Linked DNA regions of Rattus norvegicus: region 2 is linked to region 1. A link is a contact called in public Hi-C data. All regions are on one chromosome and are shown on one strand. The core of a region is the stretch at or near the end of the contact, and the rest is flanking DNA. Distances in the headings are between cores, read along the strand shown. Region 1 holds the start of Sav1 (salvador family WW domain containing protein 1). Region 2 overlaps Nin (ninein).

Region 1 (3,945 bases), core at 676-3,175:
ATTTTAAGACAATACTAGAACTTTAAATTAAGATTATTTCCCCAAGCAAATACATTTATAATCTGCATTAATGTGCAGGTGTAAACTCAGCTACAAATGAATGGCTGCTGCGTATTGCCATATATAATATGATACTATGCCACTGAGAGGAAAATAATCTAACAAACCAATGCCAGCACCAGCATCTCGTATGGCCACAGCTTGGTGTTTTCACTTGATTTAAGTATCACCAAGCCTCTTTCCTCACACAAACAGTTTCATTAAAATAAGTGTTCCTCAAAAAAAAAAAAAAAAAAAAAAAAGCAAAGTCAGATTTCTTGTAAAAGACTTTTTATTAATAGTTTTGTCTCTCTACCCAGAATTGCCCAGTTCTAAGCACAATTATCAAAACTAGAATGCAAAACCTTTCAGTGTAGAAATTGAAAAATAAAGTCATCTAATCCCAAAGATGCACACAAATGCTGAGTCTACTGAAAAAACCTGGGAAAAGTTATGGTTCCTTTAAGAGCAGATAACTCCAAACAAGATAATGGGCTGCTGAAATCAGAATGTGCCAACAGCTTAGACGTTCTTAGAGAAAAAGCAACTGCCTTTAAACATGAACTCTGGATATAGAGCACATTTTCTGAATCCATTAAATAGATTACTAAGTGTGTCAGAAGCTAACACTACAATAACTTAGTATTGGATTAACAGTCGATTTACTAAGTGTGTCAGAAGCTAACACTACAATAATTTAGTATTGGATTAACAGTCGATGACAAACTCTGTACCAAGCCATTCACTAAAAGACAACACGTTGCATGACTTCAAACGATGTTTAATGAACTTTATTTGCAGCGAAAAAAAGCAAGCTATCACCTAAGAACAGAAAAACAAGCTAGTAAAAATGGTTTCAAGTTACTGACACATCCACCCCACCAACTTTGTTGTCCAGCGCTACAACTACTAGGAGAACCTGTAAGGTTTGACACATGGTCACAATGGAAAAATGTGCTCTCCACCCCTTTCTGCGTGATCTTGGGCAAATACTGTGAATAGCTTTCCCAATTACAATATGAGGTAAGGCTTAATTTAAGTCACACGGTTACTTCCAGCTTCCAAGAAGGAAACTTACACAAGGGGCCCAGCTCCTAGAATGAGAACCAAAGGATTAGCTCCTTCTCATAACTATTTTGGCTACCCAAGAATTTTAAAAAGGAAAATCAAGACGTTCGAGTTAAAAACAAATATTTTAAATGAAGAAGAAAAGTTATAGGAGGGGACGGAACGTACGCTGCAAAGAGGGATAAAGTTAGGAACTTGCCTGTCCTGCTATGGCTGAAATTATTCTGAGTACTTTTTTTTTTTTTTTTTTTTTGAAGTTTAGGAGCAAAGCCTAATTCGAATACTTTAGTAGTAGTGGCTACAAGTGTCTCTTCGCCTCACAAGTCTGTGTCCCGCTGCAGGACTAAGGAATCCAGTCTGGTCTGTGTGCTACTTAGGGTACAGGCGAGTGGCACCCGCGATGGTAGCAAACACGGGGCACGCCCCGATGTACCCAGCAGAAAGGTGCCCGGGTCGAAGCATTTTTTCTCCAAGTGCATTCCCGAGAGTCTGTCTTCCAGCACCAGCCACCCGAGGCTGCGCTGGGTCCACCCTTCACCGCCCTGGACACTCACTCCGCAGCAGGGGCGACGTCTCCTTCTTCACGTACTTGCCCTGAACCTCGGCCGGCTTAGACACCTCGTTTTTGGTTTTCTTGCGGGACAGCATCCTCGCGGACGTCGCCCGCCGCTGCCCCAGCAGCCTCGCTAGGGCCGCGAGCCCGCCGCCCGCCGCCGCCTCCCGGGCCGGCGCCGCCTTCGCCTCGGGTCTCCGCCGCCCGCGCCCGCCCGCAGGCTCCGCCGCATGTTGGCGGCGCTAAGCGCGCCCGCCGCCGCTCACTCGCAGGGCAGCTCCTCCCGGGAAGTCAGCCGGCTCAGCGCCGCCGCCCGAGGCCGCCTTGGGACAGGGCCGCGGCCGCCCACTAGGGCCATGGTCCGCCGCCGGGAGCCGCTACGGCTGCGGCCACCGCCTACGTCCGGTAAACTTTCCCCGCGCCGCTGGGAATGCTGGGAAAGTCGACGCGCGGGCCGCCCCTCCCCCGCCGGGCGCGGACGCGGCTGCGTGCGGCGACTCTCGACCGGCGGCTAACGGGCCGGGTGTGGCGACCACCCTGGCTCCTCAGCGCGGCTACCCCGGCCCGCTCCCGCCGCTGAGGAGCCGGAGTGCAGGCGGTCGGGAGCCCACTGGGCTGCGAGCCGCTCTCGCCTCGGACTTGTCGACCGCCCTGTTGGAGGCAGAACTGCCCACAGCCGCAGCCGCGAGTGGTTGCTGAGGGAAGGCGGCCCTCGGGTGTGCAGGGTTGATGGGGACGCGGGACCGGACCACAGCCAGGGCGGCACCTAGTAACGCGTATGCCTCTTTTGGTGACAGCGTAAAAACCGAGTATCCGTTTCTTCTGTCCTCTTCTCTCTTCCCAACCCTTGGTACTCCCACCCCTTTTATGCCTCCTCCCATCCGCTTTTTCGGATTAAAAAGACAAAGAAGATGGAGTTTCTACAACTCCTAAGATAAATTTGACGTTAATGTATTTATCTCATCATTTTAATATTTATACTTAATAACCACGTGCTTTTTCTTGCAATTAAGTCTTAGAATCTTGAGGCCTTTCAGCACCAGAGTTCAGAGCTGGGAGTTTTCTATCTAATTCATTGGATGCTACTTTGTTCTCTTTAACTCACTCAGGTACTCGTGTTTGGAAAATAAGATGAGACTCACTCCTCTTGACCAAAGTAAGGCTTTCATAAGAAAAGGAATGTGTTTAGAGCACAGAAGCAAAACTCCAACCTCATAACAAGGCACCAGAACTGCTCAGTATATTTTTTTTTTAGCCACGCACAAAGGAGACATTTTATCAGTTGTCTGTCTCCATGTTTTCATGAAATGCTTCCTTGTTAAAGGTTCCTGTGATTCTATAACAAATATTTTATTGAGCATCCAACATACAAGGTGTTGTTTTAGGTGTCCAGGGTATGACATAAAGGCCCTTCTGGTATGGGGAAGAGAGATCACACAGAATAAGACTCGTAAGACACAGTGTGTTACATAGTGCTGAGGTAAGCATGAGTAAGTGAGATCTCACAGTTCTGGAAAGGGGTGACAGATAACAAAGACAGCAAGAAGGCGGTGCTGGCATTAACTTGTCATGCAGGTATCCGGAGTGAGGCCTCAGAAAAGCAAATGCAAAGTCACTGCAGTGGTCATGTTTCTGGCTCACTGTAGGAATAGTAAGAGGGTCACGTAGCTGGAACAGAATAGTCGAGGGAAATGAAATTCTTGGTAACAGGCCACACACCTAGGCCTTTGGAGTAGAGGAGAGACATTTAATGCAGTCACTTTGGATGCTGTGTTGAGAGTAGACTGAATGGGGATGGGTTTTCAAAATATGGGAGGTGATAAAAAAAAATATTGCTAGCATGCATATGGGTAAAGGCAACAGGACAAGCAATAAGGGTTGTAGACATCTTCGAGATGCAGCAGGGTTTGCTGACAGATTGATTGTGGCATTAGAGTAAGAACAAAGGGTTGCTCCTTGTGTAAACTTTCATTACCCAAATGGAGTTCAGTAGAGCACATTGTGCACTGAGCATTGCCGTGATTCAGATACCAGTGCTAGCACTAAAGGGTGTATTTGAGGAACCAGAGCTCTGGGGACGACACGTATCTCACACAGGAGACAAAGGAGTCGACCCTGAGCCCAATTAGGGGAAGGTATTTATAGGGAAAATTACATAGGCAGTTGGCAACAGTCACACAAAGCAATTTCATTGGTTTGTAACCTGGGCTCAGGTCAACTCTAGGCCACCCTGCTTCTGGGGCAAGCTGACCCTAGTTCTTGTTTTTCTCAGGACTGTTGAGTCA
Region 2 (3,945 bases), core at 509-3,008, 76 kb after region 1:
ACAGCAAATGTGGACTGGGGCGGATTGCAGTGATGTTCTTTGAAATATGCTCAAGTTATATTTTAGTGCGTTAGCCCAGGAAAGAGCAAGACTGGGTGAAAGTGATCTTGTGTGTGTGTGTGTGTGTGTGTGTGTGTGTGTGTGTGTGTGTGTGTGTGCGCAAAAGGAAAGTCTCAAGATGTAGAAAGGGAAGAGAGCTTGACTCTCCATTTTGCATGTCTGGCAGCCATCCCATAGTTTCCCTCACATGACAGGGAAGAGGGTGCTTGGACCACAGCCCACATGTAGGCTTGTCAGAGAGATGGTATGTGCCTTAGTTCCGCAGGAATGGGGAAGGAAAAAGAGTAGTATGAATCACAGAAGCCACAGACAGGAGGAAAGGCGCAGACATCCCACTGAGACTCTTCCCTCCGTGTGATATTTACTGTGGAACAGGCCTCCGGGAACAGAACAGAAATCAAACAGAGACCTTACAGCTCACACTGCTGCGGTAAGTAGGCTAAAGAAGGGCCTGAGACCGCAGAGCTAATGAGCCCCCGCACGATGCCTGGGCCACTGAGAAGCAAGAAGACAGAAGACTAACAAATTGTATTTCATGTGCTCTTTGCCAATTTGTAGGAAACATATGTCTTGTTTGGGAGAGGATCCTGAGGCAAGGAAATTTCTAGAGGTTGGAAATCTGGGGAAGAAATAGGTTCTGACAGAATACTGTGACGGGTAGCATTTGGGACAAGATGCTGAGGTTGCCAAAAAGCCTTCAACTTTTCTGTCTCGTTCTCACCAACACTGGAGGAAGTGGCTTTCAGGACCATTCAATCAGAAATGTCCACAAAATCTAGACAAAGCAACAGATTATGTCCTTAGTGCTTGCCTGGCCTTTGCCAAATCAGTGTAGTTTCTATGTGGCCTGAACACTCAAACACTTAATAGACTCCTGCCAGTTATTTTAAGTCAGAGCTCTGGATGAGAAGTGTTGGGTAAAGGGATGTAAATTTAGAGAGGACTGGGTGGTCGGGACTGGGCTCAAGAGAATGTGGGTTACCGGAGCAACTAAGGCACCACACAGACCCACTTTAGGAACAAGGGCATTTTCATTTCCCACATTGGCCAGGTCGGTGGGCACTTCCTGGTGTGTAGGGTGTGAAACGTGTATCAGAATAGAGTCCAGGAACCCCAGAGACCTGGGAGACCGAGGCATGGAGGCTTCGGACATCAGAAAGCAAGCGGTCGTCAGGGGGCAAATGAGGCTGAGAACAAAGCTAGCTCGGCACATTGTCGCCTGTGGTGTCCGGAGGAGACGATTGTGGCTCGCTACTACAAAATATTTGGGGAAAATTTCCAATGTCAAAGAGTGTACCTCAAAGTTCAGCTTTTAAAATACCGAACAAGTCAAACGAAATCATCCTTGGGTTTGATGAGGCCTCCTGGGAGTTGGTCTGCTCACCCTGCCCTCTTACTTGTCTTAACTTAGAGAAAGTGGGGTGTGGATGACTGCCAAAGAGAGCTCATCTAGTTCTCCCTCACAAAAATAGGGGGCAGCAGTGATCTCACAGGCTTCCTCTGCAAAAGGCTGACAGAGTTCAAACTGCTTTGGGGTGCAAAATTCTGGGATCCCAAGTCCTATGCTAATCACCAGCTCAGCCCCTCTGGGTTCAGACCTAAGGGGTGGAGGGCAGGGCATCTCCTCACTCCTCCTGGTGGGAGGGGTGGAAACACTAAGCAGGAGCATGATGAGTAAAGCCTTCCTAATTCTAGCAGCACAGGGAAAGAACTGAATGTGCCCCTTGTCTCCAGTTTTAGGAGCTCCCTGCAGAAGAGGAAGCCAGCTCTCTGCCAGTGGCTGCCATTTACATTCCAAAAAATTGTTCTCAGATCAGGAACTCATTTGTGCAACGTTTCTCGGTAAAACACAAAAAACAACCCTTTGTACTGTACTAGTTCAGAAATTAGGATAATTAATTTAATTTTATGATTCCATAGACACCGCTGAAAAATAAATGGGGCGCTGGGATACTCCAAAGGTTGCCAGGGGGCTTATATAACAGTCACATCACATGAGAACAAAAAAGCAAAACTAAACTAAAAACCAAATTTTTCTGCAAGTCAGGCTACTTGGCAGGTTTTGGAGATCGGTCTCTTTCTTGGTTAGGAATGCGCTACCACTCTGTCCGGAGGAGGCAGCCAGCATGGTGTCACATATCATCATAATCAGGGATTCTGGAGCAGTGACTGTATTCCTAACCTCCAACTCCCCCTAATCTTTATTTGCAGCTTTCTGAAAGACACGTCTTAGAATTACAGGTTTTTCTGTATAGCCTCACGGCTACTCATAAACGAATCCTGAAGATCCTCTCTTGGTTCTTCAGAACGAAGAGGAGGAAAGCAGAATCTTACCTCATAAACTCTCTGGGGCTTCAAATCTACCAAGCTCCCCGACCCTGTTCCCTCACGGCTAGAATCTGGCTGCTCTACACAACCAAGGCTCTCCTCACAGCAGAAAGCAAACTTCAAACCACAGCTAGAGAGGCAGCCTGTGCACTACTCTCATCTACCCAAGGGCGTAGGGAGAGCACTAGAACTTTCCAGAACGGAACATGCAGCAGCCTGACCTTCAGAGTTCCCGCCTAACTCAAGCCCGAGGCTCTCTTAATTCCTGTCTGCGTTCCCCCACAGTTTACTGTTTGGTTGATACGTCTCACACAGGGTAGCAGAGAGCACAGTAGGTGACCTTATTATATATTCAGGAACTCCAGCCACATCACGTTTGATTTCTGCCTCACAACATGACTTTCCCAAAGACAAAAATCCTGTAGAATATTTTTTTAGGGAAATAAAGAAGGCCGGGCCTCTAATAAGGAGGTCACAGTACGGCTCTTCCCTGCCTGGGGGCAGACAAAGCTCTTCTCATTATTCTCAAACACAGCAATGGGCTTACCGCTCCATCCACATTCTGCAATCCATACTGTTCGCAGATGGAAACCAGCTTCTTCCGGTTCAGGTGACCATCTCGAGTGATCCCCAGATCCTCACAAACCTCTTGCAGCTTCTCTTCTATCCAGTCTGGAGGAGGGCAAGACCCACCATGTGAAGCATTCAGGTCGTCTGGATTCCAAAACCTCAGCTGGCCTAAAATCAAAGCAAAAACTGTGTTATTCCCAAAGGAACGCACAGAGACAGTGCCTGCTGTAGATATGTACCCTTGGGAAATAATTCTTTCGGTTGTGTTTTATTCTTCTGCATGGATGAGTGTTTTACTTGCATGCATGTCTGTGTAGTACATACATAGTTCCTCCAGTGCTCATGGAGGAACTAGAGTTACAGATGGTTATGAGCTGACATATGATACCGGAATCGAACCCGGGTCCTCTGGAAGAACATTTAGGACTCATAACTACTAAGTCATCTCTCCAGCCCCATAATAAACATTGCATAAGATAACTATAAATGCTGACCCCACTCTGATTTGGTACTGAAGTTCGAATGGAAATTGAAGGCAGTTTTTGCTTTGGGACAATCACCCAGGAGAAAGGAACACTATCTCATACACGTGAGGTCAGAGGCCTCCACTGAGGCTTCCGGAATGTTTCATTTCTGCTTTCTTTCTGGGCTAAGCATTACAGCATCTTTTCCTGGGAAGGAAACCACCACAACGAGCCTCTAAAGTTCACCCGTTTTCCAAGTCAGAAACCCAGGACTCACTTGAAAGAAAAGGTTGCAATGGGGTTGGGGATTTAGCTCAGTGGTAGAGCGCTTGCCTAGCAAGGCCGTGGGTTCGGTCCCCAGCTCCGAAAAAAAAAAAAAAAAAGGAAAGAAAGAAAAGGTTGCAAACTGCATGTTGGTTAGCGTCTGTAGATGTACGCTGAGTTCTGTTTAAGACAGGGTCAGACTACTTGAAACGCCAAGACTATTCATCCTGTATTAACCACCCTGCTTCTAAAATCATCC

The links. A called contact is a pair of places that touch in the nucleus more often than the background predicts.
Region 2: a contact with region 1 is called in a Hi-C map of the A7r5 cell line, with 2.8 times the contacts expected there. The contact joins the enhancer-like site here to the promoter of Sav1 in region 1. A contact is called at or near these places in 2 of 12 Hi-C or Micro-C datasets (the A7r5 cell line and mammary epithelial cells).

What each region holds. Positions count from the first base shown.
Region 1 is chr6:94,234,173-94,238,117 of GRCr8, forward strand. It overlaps Sav1 (salvador family WW domain containing protein 1), which reads right to left and starts at 1,926. Exons shown (of 5, transcript NM_001097581.1): 1 at 1,662-1,926. The coding sequence starts at 1,755.
Region 2 is chr6:94,310,178-94,314,122 of GRCr8, forward strand. It overlaps Nin (ninein), which reads right to left. Exons shown (of 30, transcript NM_001106737.1): 7 at 2,936-3,126. Among named protein-coding and RNA genes, the nearest start is that of Nin, 51 kb to the right of the region's middle. Within about 2 kb of position 1,759, at least 29 of the 93 cell types and tissues checked have an H3K27ac peak or open chromatin away from gene starts, as enhancers often do. A contact at or near this core is called in the A7r5 cell line, where this site is marked.